Regions from separate parts of the Mus musculus genome. Here region 2 is linked to region 1. A link is a contact called in public promoter capture Hi-C data. All regions are on one chromosome and are shown on one strand. Each heading gives the region's core, a stretch centred on a gene start, on an enhancer-like site or on the middle of the called end of the contact. The rest is flanking DNA. Distances are from core to core; before and after follow the strand shown. Region 1 holds the start of Efcab14 (EF-hand calcium binding domain 14). Region 2 holds the start of Elovl1 (elongation of very long chain fatty acids (FEN1/Elo2, SUR4/Elo3, yeast)-like 1).

Region 1 (4,752 bases), core at 81-2,580:
ATATGAGGGCCTTGGAGCTCCTGGAACTGGAGTTACAGACAGTTGTGAGCTGCCATGCAGATGCTAGTAATTGAACCCAGGTCCTCTGGAAGAGCAGTCAGTGCTCTCTTAATCCCTGAGCCATCTCTGCAGCCCCTAGAGTCATCTTCTATAAACTGAAAATTCAGAGTATGTTCCTCAATGGTTTTTCAAACTCCTTCTACAAAACCCTGCAAGGTTTACTTCCTGATGTTTCTGTAACTTCATTTCCTATCACTTTTTTTTTTCCAAACCAGGTCTTTCTGAGCACTCCTTCATGATACCATTTTACTTACTCTCTGGCTTCCTAAGGATCTATGCCCAAAAATCCCTTCATCAAAGACAACAGGCATGCCTCACCCTATCTTATTTGGGTTTCCTTCATAATATGCATCCACTTCTAAAGTGTAATATGTGTGCCTATTGTTGCTTTCATGCTCAAATACAAGCTGGAGCAGATGAGCAGATAAAATAGAGGAAGCCCAATTGAATTTAAATTTCAGATAAACAATGAATTATTTTTCAATATGAAGTTGTCATAGATATTGGAGGGCTCTTATAATTTAAAAAAAAAATAGCTAAACCAGGTGTGAGGATGCATGCCATTAATCCCAGAACTCAGGACCAAGGCAGGCAGATCTTTGCGAGTTCAAGAACAGCCTGGTCTACATAGCTAGCTCTAGGGCAGCCAGGACTACATAGAAAGCCTCTGTCCAACTCCCTCCCCCCTCCCCAAAAATCACTGTTTATCTGGTATTGGAAATTTACTAGTGTTCAGTATTTTATTTGCTAAATCTGGCAACTCTATACAGAAAGGAAAACACATTGGTTATTGTGTTTATGGCAGCATCCCCAGAGCTAGAATAGTCTCGATATTTCACCACCAGTAAATATTTATTGGATGGATGGGTGGGTGGGTGGATAGATGGATAGATGGGTGGAGGGATGGATGGAAGGACGGATGAATTATTCAACTGGGCCATTAAAACAATGAGCCTAAAGAACCTAAGAGTAAGAGGGATGGAGTCTTTCAAGAACTTTTCAGAAGGTGGAGCCTCGGGTGCCAGTCCCCGCCCCTGCTTCTCAGCAAGCAAAACTCTGCCTCCGCTGTAAGTTGATGCGGTCAGCCGCGGTCCGACAGGGGCGGGGCCTACTAACTGTGGCTCCAGACCCAGCACGAGCCAGAGCCGCGGCCCCTTTAACGTTCCACCTCCCCAGCACCACACGCGCCCTCCTGCGTGACGTCACCAAGGGGCGCCCAATGGGGGCGCGGCTTACTGGCAAGCCTTGCCCGGGGCCGCTGCCAAAGGGGAAGTGAGCTAAGACTGGAGCTATGGCCCGGGTCTGGAGCCTGCGGCGGCCGCCACCGCCAGCACATCCAGAGAAGTCGCGACCGAAGCAGGGGCCGGAGACGCGGCTGGACTGGCCGCGGCGCGTGTGAGTTGCGGAAGTCGCTGGTGGCGGAACACTTCAGGCTGGCGGAGCGGTGGTCACCCCTCATCACTGCGCCCCCTCCAGGCCCTAGCAGCAGGGCTCCCGCTCCTCTCGCGCGGGTCTCTACAAACTCAGGACAGAAGCCACGGGAAGGTGATCATCCCGAATCCTGGTGGGCGTCCCGGCCTGGGAGTTTTCTAGGCGCCCAGGCAGTGTTGGCGCTCTCCTGTCACCACCTCTCCAGTTAAGGATCAGCGAGTTCCCACTGCCTGCTCTGCAAAGTCTCCTCTCCTCCCATTCAAAAACAAGTTTATTTTCCTTCTGCATTGGGAATCTTGTCCCAGAGATCTAAAGTACCTTAGTTTTGTGTATCTTTCTCCCGCTTTCTGGAGCACTCCTAGAAATATTGGTTGCCTACACGACTTAGAATCTCGTGCTTGACTTAGCGGGTTGTTTTGTTTCGTTTTCCTTTTGACAGGTAATAGTTGTTTCAGAAATTTATCCATTTAGATCTCCAGTTCCTTGGCCATCTCTATGTAACTTCCCCCACCCCCCATCCCCCATCCACCTGAGTCCAATTTTCTCTGGGCTCTATTCTCCAGCCCTCAGTAGATCTGGTCAGTCCCACCTCTGGGTGGGAGTGATCAGGGGGCTCAGGCCCAGGATTTCCAACCCTGGAAGGCAGCTCCAAGTCAGCGAGAGAGTTGGGTGTTGGCTACGAACCTGGCAGCTCAGGAGTGGGCCCGCCACTCACCCCCCACAAAAAGATGAAAAAGCGCAAAGAGCTCAATGCGTTGATCGGCCTGGCTGGTGACCATCGGAGAAAGAAGACCAAGCAAGGCTCAGGCAGCCACCGCCTGCTTCGCACTGAGCCTCCTGACTCAGACTCAGAGTCCAGCACAGACGAAGAGGAATTTGGAGCAATTGGAAATCGCTCTCGTTTTGTCAAGTGAGTGTAGCAGTGGGGAGGGCTGAAATGGGCAAAAGGCATCTTGCACTACTACCAGCCGGGCAAATGGATGAGAAGGAGAGGGGAGTCCCTTGGAAGAAAAAGGGAAGTAGGCCTTGGAAAACAGGGAGAAAGGATGTTGGACAGGGCAAGTTCTAACTCTTAATAAAGAGTAAGCAGTCACTCTAATGTCTAACAAGAGCTTCAAATCTAGGGTGGAAGTGTGGACTTGGGGAATGGGCTCATAGCCCAAGAAGGAATTAAAAAGGTTACTCATGGAGACAGAGGAGCAGAGAGGCTCTTGGGGCTAGGCATTTTTAAAAAGTAGGTCAAGGGACCTTAAGACCAATACTCGTTTTGTGTTTCTTAACCAGCTTAGATATTGGTGATAGGAGAATATGGTGAAGGGCTTACTGTTGAAAGTGTGAACCTTCGATAAATAATATGGGGGTGGGGGGAGCAGTCTTTTTTACCAAACCAGTTTCAGGTAGAGCAACCACTAAACAAATGAGCTTTGAGGATTGGGGGATTAAGAGGTCAGTTTGTGAGGCAACTGAAGGAAACCTCAGCCATTTGGACCTGTCAGAGAGCAAACTAAAAGCAAAGGGAGTCCGTTGGGGTGTAGAGACCAGAGTTAGGCAAAGGGCTTGGGTCCTAAAAGATTTGTGATCTTTTAGCGGGCTCAGAATCTGTGTGCTTTTGTTAAGACTGGTTAGTTAAGGACTTTTCCAAGTTTGTGTTGTGAAGGTCATCTGATGAAGTGTGAGTCTCGAAAGTTGCCCTGCTGCCTTAGTTTAGAACTGAAAACTAGATGAAGTTTGATGTGAAATCTAGTGTGCTTCTATTTCTGTACTGCCAAGGCAGTTAAGTTAAAGAATATCAGGTGTCCACTTAAGCCAGCAGATCTAGTTTCTCTCATTCCATTTGCAGTAAAACTTGGTCAAGAGTTTGTGAAGTTTCAATAAATGAGGCAAGGTCTCCTGGGCTAAGTGAGCATGTATGGGGGGGGTGAGGGTGTGGAAGGGGATAAATTACAGTGAAGGGATAGAATTCCATAGAACCACTCATTTTTACCCTTCTTTCTGTCCATTCTTTCTTTTTATCTTATTACTACTAAGGATTGAGCTAGGTTCTAGTAGTAGGCATAGAACTTGGCAATCCCTCTTCCTCAGACTCCCAGGTACTTGGATTGCAGATGGGCCACTGGGCCCTTCTTGTCATTTACACTTCTCAAACCGAGTTCTGCTCCAAAGACCACCTTCCTGAATTGACAGCAGTGATCTAGAACCTGCAAGCTCTTCCCATGGCCCACGGGAACTCCCTGTTTCCTGTGCAGTTTGAAACCTTTGTACCCCGTAGAACTTTTCACGGGTCATATTCAGTAATTTGCAACCTCCTCCTATTAGACGCAAGTGTGTTATCCTGTGATCCTTGGTAAATTCATTGGTCATTCATTAGAGAAGATAATCGCATAGGAGCATACTGTTGCTAATAAAGCTGTTCTCATCACAGCTACCTTCTCGCTCATTGGTGAATGTTTTCTTCCAACAGGGGAGACTATGCCCGATGCTGCAAGATCTGCTGTCCCCTCTGTGCCTTTGTCATCCTCGCAGCCTGCGTTGTGGCCTCTGTGGGCTTGGTGTGGATGCAAATGGCTCTCAAGGAGGATCTGGATGTCCTCAAGGAAAAATTTAGAACAAGTAAGTGGTCAGGTTCTCTTCAAGTCTTGGGGGAAACTGGCCCATGCTGAATTAGGAATTTGCCCGTTCTGGTAAGCAGTTGTGCATCTTGTTCTGTACACTAGCTTAACTGTCGGCTTAACTGTAGTAGCACTTACTTGCTTTTCAACCCATAAACAAGCCCAGTGGTTATGTACCATCTGACAAGTAGCGTCTGAAATTATGACACTGCAGTTAACTCAATGCAAAGGGGAGCAACTGTAAACCAGAAACCTGATTATACTCAACCTACAGCCTAGCCCCAGGTACAAAGTGGCTGTTGAAATACCACAGTTTCCTTCTACCTTACAGAGCCAGCAATTAAAATGTGGAAGCATCTGTCAGGTGACTTCCTCTTTCAAAACACTGTGTAGGAACATAGGAGTGGACAGCATTTATTCTAAGAGCCACCATTTATGAAGTGTCTGCTTGTGCCAATTGACAAGTAAATTGTTCCCCAAACAGGCCTCTGACATAGGCATTATTTTGCTCTCCCCACTCCCCCGTGTGTGTGTGTGTGTGTGTGTGTGTGTGTGTGTGCGTGTGTGTGCGCGCGCGCGCGCGCGCGCGTGTGTATGCACATGCCTGTGCAGTGGTAAAGATGAGAATTACTATTTGTGTTCTTAGAAGAGG
Region 2 (4,863 bases), core at 1,504-4,003, 2.7 Mb after region 1:
GGAGAGAACTCTACTTAAGAGTTTCCATCACCTACCACATCTTTTGCTTCTAGGCCATTACATTGCCTCTGTGTGTCTCAAAAGCCTCTCCCTAACTGCTAGAAAGTGTTTCTGAGTGTCAGGTATCATTTCAGAGAAGCCTTTAAGAACAACCACACACACACACACACACACACACACACACACACACACACACACACACACACACACACACACTCCCCAGAGCTGATTAGGTTCCCCATTCCCCAGAGCTTTCATAGGGAACTTCACCTACATGTGACTGTGTGTTCATTTATGTGTATGTCTGCTCTCCTGGGCTGGGTGCTTTGAAGACTCCATAGCTGTGGAGATGCCATTTGGCAGACTTGGGCTATATCGGGTATTGGAAGATGCTTTCTGTCAGGACCAAGTTAAGAATAGAGTCTTTGAGTTTGTTCACTCATATAGTCAGCCAACATTTATTGAAGCCTTGCCACAGTCATCTCTCAGTGTGGCCCAGATGAATATGCACACACTTGAAGCTTCCTGTTTGTTTGACTTTAGGACGGTGTCGTCATCTTGCCAGTGTGCTTTCACAAGGGAGATGTAGGCCCAAATCTCTCGGTAGGACTTTCAGAGCTGTTTATGGATTTGCTCGTTGTTTAGGAAAGGTTTGTTAAAGGACTACTCATTAAATCATATACAAACATGTCCTCTGTGTAATGGCCTGATTCTTACCCTGACTGTTAATATTGAGACAGAGACTGCTAAGCACTTTACACGGGCTATTGCCTTAACCTTCACAGTAAGCCTATAAGCTAGGGACCATTTGTTCTCATTTTTAGAAGGTTCCATACCTCCTAAAATATATGCACGATCACACACACATTAACTGGGACATTTAAGCTCAGAACTTCAGAGTCAGGTGTGGCCTTAGAGCTGTTTGAATACACATGAAAGCCATCAGGACCTTGGTAAGTATTGGTTAACTCAATAAACACTACTCTCAAGAGAAATATAAAGATGTACTGTTCTCTCCGGGTCTTAGTTTCTCCTTTCCTTCCATTGTCCTATGTATTTTTAACAGCAAGTCAGAAAACATGTACGGTTAACTGCATGACAGATAATAGGTCCAATTGGAGTTAAGAGATATGACTAAAATATGAACTTTTCCTGCTGAAAGGATCGTGGAGTTGGGAAAGGTGCAGAAAATACATTAGTCAGAAGCAGGAGTGGTTTACAGAGTGGAGATCTGACTGCATCTCACGATGATGAAGGCTTGAGAGTCAGAGGCAGCCCCATAGATGGATATGTTTGTATGTAAATTTGTGCACATTCATCTAACAAGTCTTAATCACACATGCAAAACACCATCCCGAACGCTCCACTGGGAGCTTTTGGATCCACCACAGATGTTCACTGGAGAGAAAGCTGCTGACATTTGATGGCTGGAGTTCAGGCTATGGCTTGAGAATGACATTTCAGGGACATGGGGGTCTAGTATACAATGATACAGAAGCTGGGTTTGGAAGTAAATTCTCTGCTGGTTGTTTTTTTTTTTTTTTTTTTTTTTTTTTTGGTCAAGAGTAGGTGCTAACAGGTAAACAGGTAATCTAAAGAATGCTGAAAACTATACTCTGGCCTTCATCTCTTATCAATGCCTAGGTAACCAAATCCACCAATTATGAACCTATTATCCTTCCTAGCCACTGCCTCTTCTAAATTCCTCAACTCTCTGCCTACTTACATCATCCAGTTGTCCAAGCTGTAATTGAGTCTTTATAGGAAAGACAGATTTCATGCCATGCAATAGTTGGACTATCTGGTGCTGGGGTGGGTGGGTGGTGGTACTGAATTGACATCTAACTCCTCCCCCACCCCTACCCCTGCAACGTTGTCTGGCTTTCCCAACCCCATCTGTTACCTCTTCAGACCAGCTGTTTTCCTCTCACCTGGTCTCTCTAGTACCTTGTACCTGGGTTATAAGTTATGTTAGTGTGGGGAGCAGAGCTTAATGTGGTTTCGCTCACTGTAGATGGCCAGTAAATGTCTGACAGATGAGATGAGCTGCCTCAAAATTCTTGTTTTCTTCTGCTTCTAGAATAAGTCAGGCAGCCTCATTTGGCCTCCAAGATCTACTACATTGAACCACAGCCAATTTCACTTGCTACCCCCACCCCCACCCCCTTTCACTACCTTGAAGGCCAGTTTAGACAGTGATTCACAGTTCTTGCCTGGGGCCACTTGTATTCTCCCATCTCCGTTCCAGGAAATCCTCTCTGTGCCTCCTAAAGCTAGGACTCATCCAAGTTTATAGGCTCTGAGAAGCATGGTGGTGGCCGACTGCTGCCTCCCGCTAAAGCCTCCCGCCACCCCAATCAGCCCTTAGTAGGCACAGCTGGCCCTCCTCTTCCAGGAAAAGCCTTGAGGGAACGGTTGAACCCTGGAAATTTCCCGTAATCATAAGCCGCGACTGTCACAAAGCAGACAGGAGATGAGTGGGTCCTCATGCTGGACTGGACAGAGGACCACGAATGGGGCCATGCAGGCTGAACCTCAAGAAGAAGCTGGGTGCGGGCCAAGCCATAGTCATCGGCGGGACAGGCTGAGAGATGCGAAGGAAGGGGTGGAGAGCTGGGGCTGGGTGTGCTTCCTGCCCCGGGATCTGGCGACCCGCCCCTGCTCCCGCCCTGGCGGCCAGGCAGGCGCTGGACGGCCCCTCCTGCCTCGGCCAGCCGCCCAATCAGCAGGCGCCCCCCGCCCGGCCCGCCCCCTCCCCCTCTGGTGACAGAAAGTCGGCCCAGCAGATGAGGAAGTGGCCGGCAGGCGGCCCTGGGGACTTCTCTCCGGCCCTGATCCCTTTGAACCCTTCACTGCTGCCCGCCTGGTTTCCACTGGTGAGTGTGTACCTTCCATGGCTCCCCACGTGCCAGCGCCCCCTGCCTGGCTGGCCAGGCTAGCCCTGCCCTGCCTGCCTTGCCCTGCCCTGCCCAGGCTGTGGGCGAGGCTGTTCCTGGGGCGAGTGGGTGGGAGGTCCCAGGCACTGGGGCTGGGCCTGCCCACAGGATCCCTCCCCGGCACCTTGGCCCCTGACCCCCATTTGCTCACACCTAGTTCTTTTTCAGCACCTCCTGGCCTTCCACCCTTTGCCCACTCCTCTCTTTTCCCTTCCTGCCCCATGCCGGTGCCCTTTTTCTTTTCCATCCATCTTAAGGGAACTGGCTCTGTTTCACTGCGGGAGGGGGGTGGTGCGCACCCGGGTTTCCCTCAAACTTAGGGAGAGATCCTCAGAAGTCTGGACTCCCTCTTGCCCTCTGGGTCACTGTGTATCTCCCGGTGTTAAGTGGTGGTGAAGGGCGAGTGAATTGGAGGAGGTGGTTGAGGGAGGAGATAAGGAACTGGCAAGCTCACGTGTGTCAGAGCACATGCCTAAGTGCTAGGCCCCACTCCAACATAAGCCACCAACCAAAGTCTAACTGTAGGAAGAAATGAGTGTCACTCACCAGAGAGCTGTGTGTGCAGAAGGGAGGTGTGGGTGAAGATGTACCCATGCCTGGTCAGCTGTATGTCCCGCGGTTAATGCAATCCCTGACAGGTGTGAAGTTTAGGAGCCTGGCATGTCCGAGTCCAGTAGGGAGGCCTGTTTGGGTGATGTGGTCAACAAGATATGCCTGGACTGTGTGTGGATGTATGCTGGCTAGCTCCTGGCGCGGTATGCATGTCTCTGGGGGTGGTTGAGAGCGGTGTGATGAAGGTACATATTACTGTGTGAGAGCGTGGATGTGGATGGTAGAACTCAAGCCCCAAGGCTGGAGATTGATGGAGAGCAGCTGGAGCACTCCGCTTGTTGGGCAATTGCCGGAGTCCTCTGGGACAAAGTCCTAGGCTCTCCTGGGTCTAGGCTAAATTTTTGTATCCCTATAAACTTTCCCTTGGCATTCCTTCCAACTTTGAGGAGGAGGGGACCTAGCCCATGAGGCTCCCTCCCAGAAGAGGGAAAGATTCCTGAGACCTCCCCCACTCTCCCACCTCCTCACATACCACTGGTGTCCTCACCCCTCCCTGGTAGGGAAGGGTGATGCCCATTCTAAAGTAGGACAAACTAAGAATTCATGGCTGGTTTGGGAGAGAATGCTGGGTGTGGATTTTTTAGCAGTTCTGGCTTTGGCCAGACGTCCTGGCCAGAAGTTTCTGGAGAACCTACAAACTTATCTGGCTGGTCAGAGGTGGTGAGGCTGGGGCTCACTTGGCTTTCTCAATTCTGGTGGGTCCTGCTCCTCTAGGCATTGACCTGTGGCCTGGACCCACCCTCCACCCCATGCCCAACGTAGCGGGGGCGGGAGGAGGGCGGGGCTGCTACAAGATCTAGTCAGACAGGTGGAGCCGCCAGGGCAGGAGTCTCAAAGAGCCAGGCTCCTGGAGTGGAAGAGAGAGAGAGGCAGAACTTGCCCCTGAGAAGAAGGGAGGAGAGAGGCTGGAGGTGAAGCACTGGAAGAAGGCAGGAGGCTGGAGGTGAGAGCCTGGGAGGCAAAGGGGAAGCCCGGGGGCACTGGTGTTCACCACAGAAGTGGAACCCTAGGTTTGTTCAGGTACTAGAAAGGACAGAAGCAGGTGGGAGTCCCTGCAGGGGACAGAGGCGAGAGGAGAGTCTTGGAAAAGGGCCAGAGGGACTTTACCTGGGAGAAGGGGGTATGAGAGGAGTGGCTGAAGGGGAGATTCTCTGGAGAGAAGAGTGTCTCTCAAAGCTGAGAGATGAGACTGCTTGCCAAAAAGGTTGAGGAAGTTCACTGGGAAGATGAACTGTGTTGTGAGGAGAAAGGCTCCAGGAGACCTGGAAGGCAGGTCTCAGAGGGAAGGAGGAAGGCAGGGAAGGGAAACACTCGA

Evidence for each region. Capture Hi-C pulls out chosen DNA fragments and counts their contacts.
Region 2: a promoter capture Hi-C map of adipose tissue shows a contact between it and region 1, with 5 times the contacts expected there. The contact joins the promoter of Elovl1 here to the promoter of Efcab14 in region 1. A contact is called at or near these places in 3 of 39 promoter capture datasets (liver, neutrophils and pre-B cells), 1 of 115 datasets of contacts at active chromatin or transcription factors (astrocytes) and 2 of 9 other capture datasets (adipose tissue and liver).

The regions. Positions count from the first base shown.
Region 1 is chr4:115,736,440-115,741,191 of GRCm38.p6, forward strand. Efcab14 (EF-hand calcium binding domain 14) reads left to right here and starts at 1,331. Exons shown (of 11, transcript NM_001368627.1): 1 at 1,331-2,401; 2 at 3,953-4,101. The coding sequence starts at 2,220.
Region 2 is chr4:118,425,340-118,430,202 of GRCm38.p6, forward strand. It overlaps Elovl1 (elongation of very long chain fatty acids (FEN1/Elo2, SUR4/Elo3, yeast)-like 1), which reads left to right and starts at 2,754. Exons shown (of 8, transcript NM_019422.3): 1 at 2,754-2,876.